Linked DNA regions of Mus musculus: all the other regions are linked to region 3. The links are chromatin contacts, called in public Hi-C and HiChIP or PLAC-seq maps. All regions are on one chromosome and are shown on one strand. Each heading gives the region's core, a stretch centred on a gene start, on an enhancer-like site or on the middle of the called end of the contact. The rest is flanking DNA. Distances are from core to core; before and after follow the strand shown. Region 1 has its middle 20 kb from the start of Gm36340. Region 2 overlaps Gm38991 (a long non-coding RNA gene). Region 3 holds the start of Tshz3 (teashirt zinc finger family member 3). Region 4 overlaps Gm36340 (a long non-coding RNA gene).

Region 1 (3,251 bases), core at 223-2,722, 560 kb before region 3:
CAACTTGACTAGATTTGTTTTTTGTCTGGACTCAACAAGATTTGCCTGACCTTAGAGTGTCATTCATTCCGAGCTGGGGACTTCAAGTACCCTCAGTTGCATCTGGTGTCCCAGCTGTCTCTCCCTGGGCTCTGCTTAGGAGGTGTGTGTGTGTGTGTGTGTGTGTGTGTGTGTGTGTGAGTGTGTGTGTGTGTATGTGTTTAGGAGCAGGAGGCCCTTCCTCCTTGGCCTGCACAGTCCTGGCAGATTCCCTGAGGGGCAGCTGCCCTGGTTAATACCCATGGCTGCCCTAGCCAAGTTCAGTTAGAGGGAGAGGGGGTTGGCCTCTAGAGATGTGGTCCTGAGGTCTCAAAGTCCTATGAGCCTTGGTCCCTGGCAGAAGAGGTAAATCTGTGACTCTCCAGACACATTTTGAGTGAATTGGTTTCAGCTTTCATGAAATGCTAATGTTGATATTGTTTACGCCCCGTTGTATTGTTTTTCACTTTAAAATTACAGCTTTAGTGCATTAAGCTAATTTCATAATACTGTATTAACTTAATATTCCATAAATCACACATGTCGGATCGCATTGTAATGGATACACAAGAAACTGAATTTACTACTCTGGCCCTCCAAACACATGGATTCATAATTTGCCCCGGCGAGGCCTGGGCCTCCATATAGGGTTAAGGAATTACACATTCCGATGCCAGCCAGGCACAGATCATGCGGAGTGCGCAGGCTCTGCAATTGTTCTCCATACAAATTGAAACAATATATTTCCAGCTATTTCCTAGTTGTAATTACTAGCAAAAATCGTAATACCGTGAACATATTTTAAACACCTGCACTTTTGGTCCAATTCTTTTTTTTTCTTTTCTTTTTTTTCTTTCTTTCTTTCTTTTTTTTTTTTAAATAAAGCTGTTTCCATTTGAATAAAGTTGTGAAAGCTCGCCCCACCAATGGTAGCAATCACTCAGTATGGCTTTCCTGGGAAAGATGATAACTTTTGATTTGGAGGGAAGAGGTAAAGACAGAAACGGGTGGGTAGAACTCATCTTGCATGGGCCCCTCTCTCTCCTCTCCCTCACCCCTCACCCCTTCCTTGGCAAAAGAGATTTCATTGCAGCCGCTTAACTGGGTTGGGTTTATTCCCTGGCTCCCTTGCAAGGGTGCATGCTTCCATGCTGTAGCCAGCATTTGCGGGACCTGGGAACAAAGGGGCGCTCTCCATGGGGGAGATGGTGGTGTGCTGGGGCAATTGAGAAGCCTCTGTAGGTTTTTAAGCACACACTGTCTAATCGGGCTCTGACAAGTCCATTGTAAATCAAAGGTCTGGTAAGTGGGCATGCCAGAAATGTTTGATCTCCTTCCAAGCCTTGAAACAACTTGCTTACTTTTTTTTCTGCAGTTTGGCTCCTCACTAAAATAAAACATTGTGAGATGAATGTTCTGACGGGTCATTGTGTGTCAAGCTGTCACTCTGTAATGGTTACATATTTCAGCTGGATTGAGGTGGTGCCGGCTGGGGAGGTCTGGGAGAACCGGGAGAGGGAGAGAGGGAGGGTGAGGACGGAGACAAAGAGTATCAGGATTTCTGCTCTCTCCTTGTGGCTGATCTTCATTTAAACCAAACACTTGTCATGTTCAGAGGAAGTTTTATAAATTTTTAATGATATTGGGTACAACTGGTGCTTTGAAATTTGCTGTACTTTAATTTTTTCTTCGTTAGCAAAGGTTCACTAATGCATTGAAGTGCTAACAGCGTATCCTAAGGATGCCACAATAATTGTGCTGTTAATAATATCCTGGCACTAGTAATGTTCTCCTGGTAATCAAGGCATGAGATTTTTTTTTAATATATTCAGTTATTACACTGCATCTCGTACAAATCATGTCAATTACAATTGCCAGCCTGTGACAGTTAAAATAATTGTATACGTTTTCTAGAATTTTCCATTGGCTTGGCTAATCAAGCTAAAAAAAAAAATCAACACATTATTTGCATTAATTTTGTTTCTCGTCTATTTCCACTCCTAAATCATTTGTCCATCGACTTCAAAAGGCAGAACAGTAAGTATTTTAATAATAAATATACAAACACATTCACACCAACCTAATTTAAGAATACTCTTCTATAAGAGGAGTGAGATGCAGTTATCTGGCAGGAATGTTTTGTGTGACTGGGTTTAGGACATTAACTAGAGTGCTTGCCTGCTGGTATCGTGTTGCACTGTATACACTTGGGATAAGCTGACGCTGGGTGTGTACAGAAATCTTGTGAGGAAATTCATTTTAGTGTTTTCTGGGTTTGCATTCAGCTTTTAGTTCTGTCTAGGTCAGAAAATTTTTATAATTTTTGATCTCTTTTTTATTTATTTATTTATTTTTTTGAGCTCAGTGTTCCTCTGCACCAGGAAATGATGTATGTAATACTTCGAAGAAAGGCTCTGCAAACGTGCAATTCGAACGCTAGTCTCCCACCTCTGTGATGGCTGCCTCCTGACCGATGCCAAAGCTTTCTTTATTTGCGGCTAAAATAGCTAAATGCTCCAGAAAGTCCTGAGCACGTAAAACTGGCTGCTCACGGGATCCCCAGGCGGCATCTCAGCAAATTTCCCCAAAGCCCGGATTCTCTCTCCTTCACCCAACTTCCCTGCTTGTCACAGCCGAGAACAGGCAGGAGTTTGGGTTGTTACAGAGACCAGGATGGCATGGATGAGGACCCTGGGGGTCCCCTGGAGAAGGCCAGGCCATCCTAGAAGGCTCTTCTGGGATCTAGTAGTGCCCAGCTGCCCCTGTTCGTGGGGAGGGTGGGTTGGGATGCCTCAGAGGCAGACCTGAAGGGAGGGTCAACTTGGCCTGGCTTAGCTGTGGACCAAAAGGATTTCAAAGCAAGCAGAGCCATTGCAAGGGTTCAAGGAACCCCAAAACAAGGAGCAAGAGTGTCTATAAAACTCATACTCACACAGGACTCAGAAATGGCAGGTGGGTAGAACAGGATTATTTGAGGAATTTTCAGGCAGCTTAATGGCATCATAAAGAAAGAAACTTCTTGCTTGCCAAAGCTGTCCTTATTCCCCACCCCCCCAACATCCTACACCCTTTCTAAGTCAGCCTATGGTATGAAGGTTTTGGCATAAAGATGGGTGTCCACAGGTAAAAGGGGGTCAGGGCAACAAAATATCTTTTTGTCTCTTTTTTAATGCAGTCATATTCCCTTAAACATAGCTTGAACAAATCAGCTCTCAAAACATGGAATTTATTTC
Region 2 (3,307 bases), core at 168-2,667, 600 kb before region 3:
CTGGCTATCCTGGATCTCACTTTGTAGACCAGGCTGGCCTCAAACTCAGAAATCTGCCTGCCTCTGCCGCCACCACGCCGGGCTGCAATCAGACATTTTTAATAGCCTCATTATCACATATACTACCAGCCCCAAAGCAAGGAGTATTCTGGGATGAATGAGATTGAGGTTTCTGTCTGACTACAATAAAGAATTATAGAATGCGTATTCTATCGCTACCCCACCAAGTCCTTCAAAACATGGTGGGGGGGGGCACAGATAATTTTCTTTCTAGAACTATTTTATTCCTTTAGATCAACCTGATTTGAGAGCGAACACCCAGCACCAAGGATTTTGTTCTGTCTGATTTTTCAGTGTCTGGCTTGCCTTACAAAGATGCATGTACTTGGTTTGAACATTAGGCCTTTAGGGTGTCTCGTATGGTTTAAGTCTGAAATGTACCCCTCAAGTTTATGTTTTGAATACCCAGTCTCTGATTGGTCATGTTGTTCTGAAGGCTGTGGAGCCTTTCTGAGGTGGGATGTAGCTGGTGGAAGTAGGACAGTAGACTAGGCCCCTGATAGCCATACATACTTCAATTTTTCATCTATAGTTTCGGCTTTCTGGTCTACCTCTCTGCCTTCTCCAACACATTGACCTAAAATCTGTCTGTAACTACAAGTTAAAATGTTTTTTTCCCTTTCTATTGTGTCTCTCAGGTATTTGTTCACAGTGACAAAGAAATAACTGATACAAGGTCTTTTAACCAAAATAGTGGGTTCTCTTGGACATCCGAAGAAAACTAGTGAATCACATATGAATGGCAGGTTACCCCTACTCATTAGTTGAGGCATCATGGCCTTGGGTTAGCTAATCTTGGATGGTTGGGTAGAGAGGAAGTATAGTTTAGTTCATGACTAGACTTTCCATTCCCCCATCTTTCAATTAATATGGATTCCTAAAGTGAACATGTAGATATAAGTAATTAGGGCATTATTAATATTTGTTCTGTTGTTGAAGAATTATCTTTCTGTTTTCTTTCTTTTTGTGGTTATGGTCAAATCGCTAGGGCAGTGGTTCTCAACTTTCTCAATGGTGTGATCCTTTAATACAGTTCCTTCTCTTGTGGTGACCCCCTCAACTATACAATTATGTTCTTTGCTATTTCATAACAGTGATTTTGCTACACTTATGAATCACAGTATAAATACCCAATATGTAGGACATATGGCATGGGACCCCTATATATGGGTCTTTCGACCTCTAAAGGTGTCAAGACCCATAGATTGAAAACCACTGCTCTAAGGGATTCTGAACCCAGCCCACGGTGGTGTGCAAAGACCTCACAGGAAGCAACCACCTTGAGTTTCCAGCCGCAGCTGTTATAGTTCCCAGCTCCCAGGGCCTCACCCCTCCCCAACCCCAGTCTCTCTAACACCCAGTAGATAATCTTTTAAGTCACACTCACTGCACACTGGCCACACACTCTGACAGTGAAACTCGAGCTTCCTTGGGGCTTGCTTCCGTGACCGAACAAAGCACTTGTCCCCCCTCTCCAGAACTGGTCTCCTTATGCGTTGACCTTTGAAGCTGTGTGCTCAGTAGTGACTCCAGTTTTGCTTGGTTAAACATGGAAAAATGTTCCTCTAGATCGAAGCAGCTCCCCATTTATTTCAGAGCATCCTGTCGCTGACGTAATGCCGCCTGGTTTATGGCCTCATTGCTCTGTGTTTGGAGTTGAGTAATGCCTGCTGGTGCACCAGGCACCGCCTACGTAACCACAGGAAGGGGTAACATCCCATGGGCCTCCCAGGCATCTGCTGGGAAATTGCTTCTTTGGTGCCAGACAAATGAATGTTTTGCATATTTCTCACAAAAAGAGAAGGGTTGTGAGGCGGAGGTTAACATAACAATCTTCTCTTATTACAGTGATTTATGTGTGCATAACTTCAGCAGTGGAATGTCATCTCGGAGGTCTTTAATTGGCAGACTTTGGGGACCACAGAGGGAGATGACAGAGTGTGCTCTGAAGAAATAAGAGTGTCGGCTGCCATTCCCAGTGCGGCCCCACAGAGGAGGTCTCATAAATCTCGGGAGTAGTGGGGGGATAGCAGTCAACTTTTAAACTTTTTATTAACCTGATATCTGCTAATGAAACACGAAGAGGATCATCTTCAACCTTAGCCGATTCGGATCTCACGACACGTCAAATGACTGCCTACGGTTTTTGAGACAATCAAATGCAGATCTTCTGGTAACTTCTACTCAAAGACACCAACGCTGCGATTTGCAGTCTTTATGACTTCAATGAGTCACCCAGTCCTGTCTTGCTATGTGGAATATGATTGTATGTTTTTAAGAATGTCAACAGATGTGTTTTCTGTTCATGAACCTCATCTCGGGCCTTGGATAAAGGGGCCATTTTGAAATGGAATCACAGCTGCTTTTGGCCTCAGGATGCGGCTCAGAGAAGTCTATCCATGCAAGGTGTGACTGGCCTTTTAGGAGGCAGGGTGAGGTTCTGGAAGGAATGGAGAGTGACCTCTGTGACAAGATGACTCCGGTATCTGTGTCACTTGTAGGAAAGTTGAAGTCTTTCTGAATGATGGATGTCTCTGCGAACATCTGTGCTAACAGTGTCCAAGAGGTCAAGTGCCAGGCCTTAAACTCTAGCACCTGTGCTAGAGCCAACCCCAAACTGTGGGCCAACCTATTTCGTGGGCCATTGGGCTTTTGAGAAAAGACTGACAATTTACATCTTTGCATTTATTTTCAAAATTGCAATGTCTTTAGGCAAGGGCTCCCCAGAAGCAAACCCCATTGCAGTAGCAGAGTGTAGAGTTATTTCCTGGAGTTATGATCCAGGAGCCATCAACTCTCACCAGCTCCCAAGCTGGGAGTGGAGGATCCTGAGCCCATTCTGATTCACGCTAGAATATTGGCTGGCTTGGTCATGACCTCATGTGGGTCTTTCGAAGGCAATCACGGGCTCTGTGAGTTCAGGGGTGTAGCAGTCCACTCTGTTTTGCAGTGTCCTCCCAGACCTCTGGCTTTCTACCATCTTTTCATCTTCTCTTCTGCAATGATTCCTGTGTGAGCACAATATATGCCCCCCGCCATGTGTGTGTGATATAGATGTCCCATTTGAGGCTGAATATTCCGTAGACATGTATTGAGAGTGTATTTTACATTGGTCCTATTTTACTAGAGAGCCCAAAGCCTGACTAAGCCAGGCAGTCATTAGGATCTAGTTTTCATCTAGCTTGGGAAGAGAAAGAAATTGATGGACAGCTCTTTCTTGGACAGCTGAGGACTCTTGGGGGCAGGG
Region 3 (3,327 bases), core at 228-2,727:
CATCGATGCGCCGCCGCCCGCGCCTCTCAAGCTCTGGCTGGCGCTCAGCCGCCACCGCTCGAGGGTCGCCCGCGTGAATTCCAGCCCACCCGCGCCCTCACCACCAGAGTAAGTGAGCCCACGTCGCCCTGTCGCCACCGCAGCCTTCCAGCCGCCTCCTTCCCGGGGCACATCGGCCGAGTCTGCCCGGAGCCTCTGCGACCCCAATCACTCAATCAATAATCAATCCCCTTCGTCCAGAACTGCCCCTAAGCTGGGAGCGGCTGGGGCAGTACCCTGTCCAGGGCGCACCCCGGCGGGGGATGGGCAGGGGAACCCGAGTTTCTTCTCCCTCCCCCGTTCCCGCCTTGGCAACCTCCGACGCAGTGGGTGGGGGGCGCGGCCAGTAGCCCAAGGGGGCGAGACGCGGGGTGCTGAGACGGTGATCGTCCCAAAGTCAGTAAAGGAAACTTGGAGGTGCCCCCTCCCATGCTTACCCCCGAAACAAGCCTGGGAAAGTTTGTGGCGGGGGTGGGGTGGGGGAACGGAAGGAGGTAGCCACTGTAGGTCCCAGGAGGGAAGACCCAGAGCCCACACCCATGTCAGCCCGCACATCTTCTCTCCAGGGCACCCCCGGGGCCCTGGCATCTTTGATAGGGGTACCATCCCAACTAGGGGAGCGCTCTGGGGCTGCACGCGGCGGGTGGAGAGGAGTGTGGGCCGGGAGGGGCAGCCGGGAGCAGCCCGGGGTTGAGACCGGGTGGGGAAGAGGGATGGGCGGGGGCTGTGGGCGCCCCGGGACGCGCTCCGCAGGGCGGACCCCGCGCCTTTGCGAGAGCGCTCGGGGCGGAGACGGAGGGCCAGCTCCGGGTGTCTGGACTTGGGCGGGGGGCCCTGGGCAGGCGTCCGGGCCAGGACCCAGGCTGGGGGCGCCTCCGCGGGCAGGCGAGTGACACGATCATCTCCTTTTCCTTTAAGCTTGCCTGTTGCCGACGCCGCCGCTCCAGCCGCGCCGTGGGCAGAAGACTGGACCGCTGAGCCCCGGGCCGCGGCGGCGGCGGCTGCGCCCCCCCTCCACCCCCCCCCCCCCCATGCCTTGACCTCCCTGCCTGGGGGCGGGAAGCGGGGCAGGACCGACCGGGGTCGCTCCTGGGCTCCTCCTCTCATCTCTCTGCCCGCCTTCTCCTCCTTCACTCCCCGCCCCCCAGCCCCGAACCCCGCGCACCTCGTCTGGGGACGGGGCGGGGGGGGGGCAGGGCGACCGCTCCTCCCCGCCCCCTCCTCCTCGGGCCTCTGGAGCGATTTGTCAAACTTCCCATTCCGCCGGCAGCGCGGTCCTCCTCCTCCTCCTCCTCCTCCTCTGCCTCCTCCTCCCCCTCGCGCTCCTCCTTCCCCGCGCCTCCCTTGCCCGCCCTCCTTCCCTCCGCACGTTCGGGGATCGCGGCGGAGCGCAGCGAGGGGGGGACGCGGAGAGCCGGGGCGCAGCAGCATCCTGCGGGCGGCCGCTCTCCGGGGGGGAGGCTGCGAGCAGGCCCGCCTCGCCCCCCCCCCGCCGCCCCTCCCTCCCTCGGCTCAGCCCGGCAGCGGCGGCGGCGGCGGCGGCGGCGGTGGCAGTCGCGGGAGAAGCATCATGCCGAGGAGGAAGCAGCAGGCGCCCCGGCGCGCAGCAGGTACGAGCGGCTTCCCCTTCCTCCTCCGGTCCTCCTCCTCTTCCTCTGCTCGCGCCGCGCCTCTGGGCCGCCGGCCCCCGCGTTGCTCGCCGCACTCCTCGCCTCTCTCTCATTTTCTGTCTGTCTCTGCGGGCGCTGAGTAACTCCGGGAGCCCGGCTGGCTCGGGGCTCTCCTGCCCGGGTGCGCGCGCCCCCCAGTTGCCCCGCTATGTTCTTCGCTCGACCGGCTCGCACACCCTCCTGGGGACCACCGAGCCGGCTTAGGTCCCCGCCTCTGCCGATCCGGCTGCAGCGGGGAAGGCGCTCTCCAACCCGTGCCTTTTGGTGGGGGGCGGGCGGGGTCACCTGAGTTCTCTGGGACATCTTCCGCGTTGTCCCGGGCAGTACCCGGTGACTACCGGGACCAGAGCGAGCAAGAGTGAGCTAGCGGATCCCTCTGGCCACCTTACTGCTAATTCGATTGATTCTTCATTTATTGGGCCCAAACCCGGTACAGCGGTGGAAACCAGAGCGCACTGGGTCTGGGTATTGTCAGATGACTGTCAGGTCAGTGTTGGATGCTGACATTTCCTCCATTCCTGAATGTCTTCTTACCCCCTCCCTCTCTTTCCGCTGCTGCTCCCTACCCTTTTCTAGCACTTAGTTCTGGGACATATCTGAGTACTCCCCCCTCCCTCTCTTTTTCTGCCAGGAACGTCAACTCCTGTTAGGACTGAGCTGATTTTTTTTTTTTTTTCCTTCTGGAAAAGAGATTCATTGAAAACAAAACAAAACCCACACACATAACATTATTTTGCAATAATGTCGGTTGGGGGCACGTTGGCTGGAAGAAGGGTTTCTGGCCGGTTGCCACCCTTGATTTGATGACTGATTGATCGCCCGTCATGCCTGTGCCTTTGATCTATTCATTCCCAATAAACATCAATAAATCACTTGCAATAGTGAGGCCAAGCTCCGTGACGTCAGGAGGGCCCTGTCAGTGCAACTTCAGGGATTTGGGGCGGCTTGCCGAGAGAGGACCACATATGGACGTGATGTATTTTGATATGAATAACACTCAGACGTGCAGAGGCTCAGACGCTGCCTGAAGGGGAAGGTTGCTTAGGAGTCCTTTTCTTTAATCTTCTTTCTTCTCACTTCTCTTTTGATAAAAGAGGGGAGGGCTGAGCGAAGAAGGGTCACCGAGGTAATGTTCCACGTGCTGGTGGGATACAGGCTAGTGATGGTGCTATGCAGGCTGCTGCTGCTGGTGATTGCCATCAGACCAGCGGGGCTCCCACCTCAGCTGCACTCTGGCCTTCAGTCTCTTTACCAGGGTCACAGGGAAGCAACCATAAGGTACTTCTCCCAGAAGTGTATTGGTCTGACAGTGTTGTGAAGAAACCTTAGGGGGGAGGGGGATTCAACTTGGTTTGGTGCATAGAATGAAGGCATGTTTTCCCTCTGTACTCTCAGTGTTACCCAAATTTAGAAAGTTTGAAGATCCCAACAGAGAGCTCACCTCCTCACTGATGCTGCCTGCTCATCCCACCTCCTCCTTTAAATTCCAAGCTTTTTAGCAGTGAGCTTATCTACCCAAAATAAACTCTAAAACTTTGGAGGCATCCTTTACAAAGTTGGGTAGTAGGAATGTCTTGGGCTTCTTCCAGTCTAGATTTTTTTCTTTCTTTTTCGGGTA
Region 4 (3,324 bases), core at 612-3,111, 540 kb before region 3:
GACAATGGTTGTTTTGTTTTAAGATATATGCATTAAAAATACATCTGAAATTCCAGGGCACAAAAGAATCCAAATAATATTATTAAATTTCTTGTTGAAGCAGGAAGTCCCATGGGATGCCTGGCTCAGTTCCCTACATAAAAAAACAAATCTGCTGAACGAGACTTGTTGCTTGAACAAACCATATTCCCTTCTCTCTCTCTCTCTCTCTCTCTCTCTCTCTCTCTCTCTCATTTCTCCTGAGGAGACAAGCAACTCTCTGAAGGACTATTAAGTTGCAAATATACCAGAGCCAAAAATAGAAGATGGAGCCTCATAAACATTTTGCATATTTTGGTGTAATTTGTTGAAAATAGTACAAAATATGCCCACACTTGGCATCTAGAATACAAATATTAGGAATCCAGTCCCCTGATACATTATGGTTTCAGCATTATAGGTTGGTCTCTTTCAATAGCATGTGTGTGACTCTGTAGCTTATGGGAGTGTGAATAATATCAGTGACTTGTTTGAACAGTATATTAGGGAGACGCGTGTCACCAAGCGACATTAGCTTCTTTGAGGCTCCAAGGGATAAAAGCTTGGAGTGGAACTCAGGGGGGAAAAAAACAAAACAGATCCATATATTTTTAACAACACAGATGCAATTTGCTTTTCTGGGCTGGTTCCTTAAAATGAAAACCAGGAGGGGGAAATCAAAGGCTGTGGGGCGCGTGGGCTTTCCTCATTCAGAACATGGAGGTGAAGTGGCCAGTCTAAGAGAACAGGTTTTCAGGTTCTAAGGGAACGGAGGCAGGCCCTCTCCCACCCTGCCCTTCTTCAAGCTTCACTGATTTCATAGCTGTCTGTAAATCTGTCTCCCATCTCCTCTGACAGGTGAGCCCCTGCTCTCCGTGTCCCCCTCAACTGCTCCAAGGGGTTCCCCCCAGTACACCTGCCACCCACCTCACAGGTGAGCCGTTCCGCTTCCAAACGATGACTGGTAAGAAAAACAAAATGTCTTTCTTGGTTATAAATTTAACTCTCCTATGATTAGTTTGAGCAATTAGGACACCCCTGGGGTTCAGCCTGTGCCGAGGCTCACACTGGAAGTCTGATTAGCTCAGGTCTCTGGATGCTTGTTCCTGGTAGCAAACGCCTGGCACATAGCGTATTGATTTTCATTTAGATATCTTAATGTTTCCAGACAATCCCGGCAGATGTGGGCTGAACTCAGATCTCCGGGAGCGCCGGGGCTGCAATCTGCAAACATTTTTCTTGCCACTTTGTTTCATTTTTCCTCAACTTAACTGATTTGGAATCCGGAGATATAAATGAAAAATGCCGAGTCGGTCCATCAATCACAGCATACACAAACATCGCCACTGCCCTTTCCTAACATCCTATTACCACGGGGTAGTTGGCTAGTCAAACAGGAATAAAAATTACACCGCAAACATCATAAGTTAGGCTTGATTTGTTGAGCAAGTGGCCTGACAATTCGGTAAGAGTTATACACCTCAGCTTCGTTGAAAATCAGGCTTGTTATGGCTCTGGTATGTCTATAAAGATTGTTCATTTCATATAAAACAGCTACCTGTACTGAACGCCCTGAAAGGAAGAATGATGCCGGCTATAAATACAGAGGGAAATCTATTTGTCTGCCCCTTCACGCTGTTAGCCAGTCACATGCCGAGGCCCTTTGGTGATTCTGCGGCAGCAGAGGGAGTTCTCTGCGGCCACCTTCCCCTTTGCCAGGCTGGCCCGGATGGAAGCGCATCATCTCTCTTTGTCATATGAGATAAAGCATTGAAGTGTGACCACTGCCACCGCCTTGCTCCCTGCCCACCAGGGGGACGCTAATGATACTGAAAAAGTAGACGACGTTGCGTTCAGAGCAGAAGGCACAGCAAAGGCTGTCTGTCGGCCGGCTGGGCCGGATAACAGTTAACGTCAGCAAAGATAAATAGAAATTATTACAATGGCTTTGGAAGGGATTTTTTATAGGGCAGGGTTGTGTTCGTTTAAAGATACATTATTGGACTGTTATATCTGATTTCAAGCTGCTGGGTAATTAAAATGATTAACATGCCTTACTCATAGAGTTCAATTCATTAAAGTTTTAAGCACCCTTTGTGCTCAGAAGGGAAGGAGAGAACATCCACGTTGACTCATGCCGGGAGCCACTCATGCGGCCCTCTGGTTATTTTCTCTGATCTCTGGAGCCGTAGTGTCTCTTTCTAAGCAGTGGGGTGTGTTGGATAGAATGTGCGGGCCTTAAATACTCATCCTAGAGGTTCCCTTTTTGGAGGAGGAGGAGGAAGCAGAAGATGAGGAAGAAGAGGAAGAGGAAGAAGAGGAGGCAGAGGAAGAAGAGGAGAAAGAGGAGGAGGAAGAAGAGGAGGAAGAGGAGGAGGAGGAGGAGGAGGAAGAATTAAGAAACCCAGCAAAGCCTGTGGAGGAAGCTAGCCAGGTGGTTCTCACATGCAGCAACTGGTACCAGCTGCTGGTTCCCAGGGTCTTGGTAGGTGGTGGTTAGGGCTCCGTATCTGTGACTGGAATTTATCCCCAGCCTGCAGGCACACAGTCCAGCAGACACCTGCAGGTTGCCTAGATGCCACAACATGCCATAAAACGTGTTTCCCATTGTTTGTTACCCTGATTTTAATGCACTAAAAATATATTGTTTCATGTTTTAAATTTTGTACATATGTTTTAGTGTGTGTGTGTGTGTGTGTGTGTGTGTGTGTGTGTGTGCTATGTGCACACGTGAGGGGTACACCCATGTGTGGGTGTGTAGAAGCCACGTGTCTCCTTGCCACTCCACTTGATTTTCTGAGACAGCATCCCTCACTGAACATAGAGCTCACCTACGGACTATCCCGATTGGCCAGAGAGACCCTGGGAACCTCTCTCCCTGCCTCCCTGTGCTGAGGTGGTGGATGTGCGCATCCGGCTTGGTGCACAGGTGCTAGGCCCTGAACTCCTGTCTTCACATCACTCAGCAGACATTTTAGTCAGGGACTAAGCCATCTCTTTAGCAAACTCCCTTGTGAGTTGGGTGTGGTGATGCCTTCCTGTAATCCAATGCTGAGGGTTCAAGGTCAGCCAGGGCTATGTAGCAAACCCTGTCTCAAATAAGCAAGATAGCAAACAAAGAAACTCACATCCCAAAATAAGCAAACAACAACAAAAGAAACTAACAATAGCAATGACAATAATACAGCCAGGCAGAGACAGGTTGGTCCATAAATGGGACATTTTATTTTATTTATTGGTGTCTGTTGTGTTTTGCATATGCTTGGCCCAGGGAATAGGATGTGTGGCCTTGTTAGAGTAGGTGTG

The links. A called contact is a pair of places that touch in the nucleus more often than the background predicts. HiChIP or PLAC-seq counts read pairs in DNA pulled down with a chosen protein or histone mark.
Region 1: a contact with region 3 is called in an H3K4me3 HiChIP or PLAC-seq map of embryonic forebrain, with 6 times the contacts expected there. The contact joins the enhancer-like site here to the promoter of Tshz3 in region 3. A contact is called at or near these places in 3 of 39 promoter capture datasets (the C10 cell line, frontonasal cranial neural crest and liver), 4 of 484 Hi-C or Micro-C datasets (muscle stem cells and uterus), 11 of 115 datasets of contacts at active chromatin or transcription factors (SST interneurons, astrocytes, craniofacial prominence and 8 more) and 2 of 9 other capture datasets (embryonic tail and embryonic trunk).
Region 2: an H3K4me3 HiChIP or PLAC-seq map of neural tube shows a contact between it and region 3, with 5 times the contacts expected there. The contact joins the enhancer-like site here to the promoter of Tshz3 in region 3. A contact is called at or near these places in 1 of 39 promoter capture datasets (cranial neural crest), 4 of 484 Hi-C or Micro-C datasets (beige adipocytes, muscle stem cells, myocytes and 1 more) and 12 of 115 datasets of contacts at active chromatin or transcription factors (craniofacial prominence, differentiating embryonic stem cells, embryonic basal ganglia and 9 more).
Region 4: a contact with region 3 is called in a Hi-C map of uterus, with 3 times the contacts expected there. The contact joins the enhancer-like site here to the promoter of Tshz3 in region 3. A contact is called at or near these places in 8 of 39 promoter capture datasets (the 3T3-L1 cell line, the C10 cell line, cranial neural crest and 4 more), 6 of 484 Hi-C or Micro-C datasets (muscle stem cells, nephron progenitors and uterus) and 8 of 115 datasets of contacts at active chromatin or transcription factors (craniofacial prominence, differentiating embryonic stem cells, embryonic basal ganglia and 5 more).

The regions. Positions count from the first base shown.
Region 1 is chr7:36,132,564-36,135,814 of GRCm38.p6, forward strand. No RefSeq gene overlaps it. Among named protein-coding and RNA genes, the nearest start is that of Gm36340, 20 kb to the right of the region's middle. Within about 2 kb of position 1,473, at least 31 of the 459 cell types and tissues checked have an H3K27ac peak or open chromatin away from gene starts, as enhancers often do. A contact at or near this core is called in embryonic basal ganglia, embryonic forebrain and uterus, where this site is marked.
Region 2 is chr7:36,093,949-36,097,255 of GRCm38.p6, forward strand. Gm38991 (a long non-coding RNA gene) reads left to right here. Exons shown (of 6, transcript XR_881969.1): 5 at 1,909-3,307. Among named protein-coding and RNA genes, the nearest start is that of Gm38991, 19 kb to the left of the region's middle. Within about 2 kb of position 1,418, at least 48 of the 459 cell types and tissues checked have an H3K27ac peak or open chromatin away from gene starts, as enhancers often do. A contact at or near this core is called in embryonic limb bud, muscle stem cells, myocytes and 2 more, where this site is marked.
Region 3 is chr7:36,696,641-36,699,967 of GRCm38.p6, forward strand. Tshz3 (teashirt zinc finger family member 3) reads left to right here and starts at 1,478. Exons shown (of 2, transcript NM_172298.3): 1 at 1,478-1,649. The coding sequence starts at 1,610. It overlaps Gm36722 (zinc finger X-linked protein ZXDB-like), which reads right to left and starts at 1,582. Exons shown (of 3, transcript XM_030243157.1): 1 at 1-1,582. The coding sequence starts at 1,470. The coding sequence ends at 223.
Region 4 is chr7:36,155,665-36,158,988 of GRCm38.p6, forward strand. It overlaps Gm36340 (a long non-coding RNA gene), which reads left to right. Exons shown (of 3, transcript XR_881971.2): 2 at 877-982; 3 at 1,573-2,349. Among named protein-coding and RNA genes, the nearest start is that of Gm36340, 3.6 kb to the left of the region's middle. Within about 2 kb of position 1,862, at least 8 of the 459 cell types and tissues checked have an H3K27ac peak or open chromatin away from gene starts, as enhancers often do. A contact at or near this core is called in uterus, where this site is marked.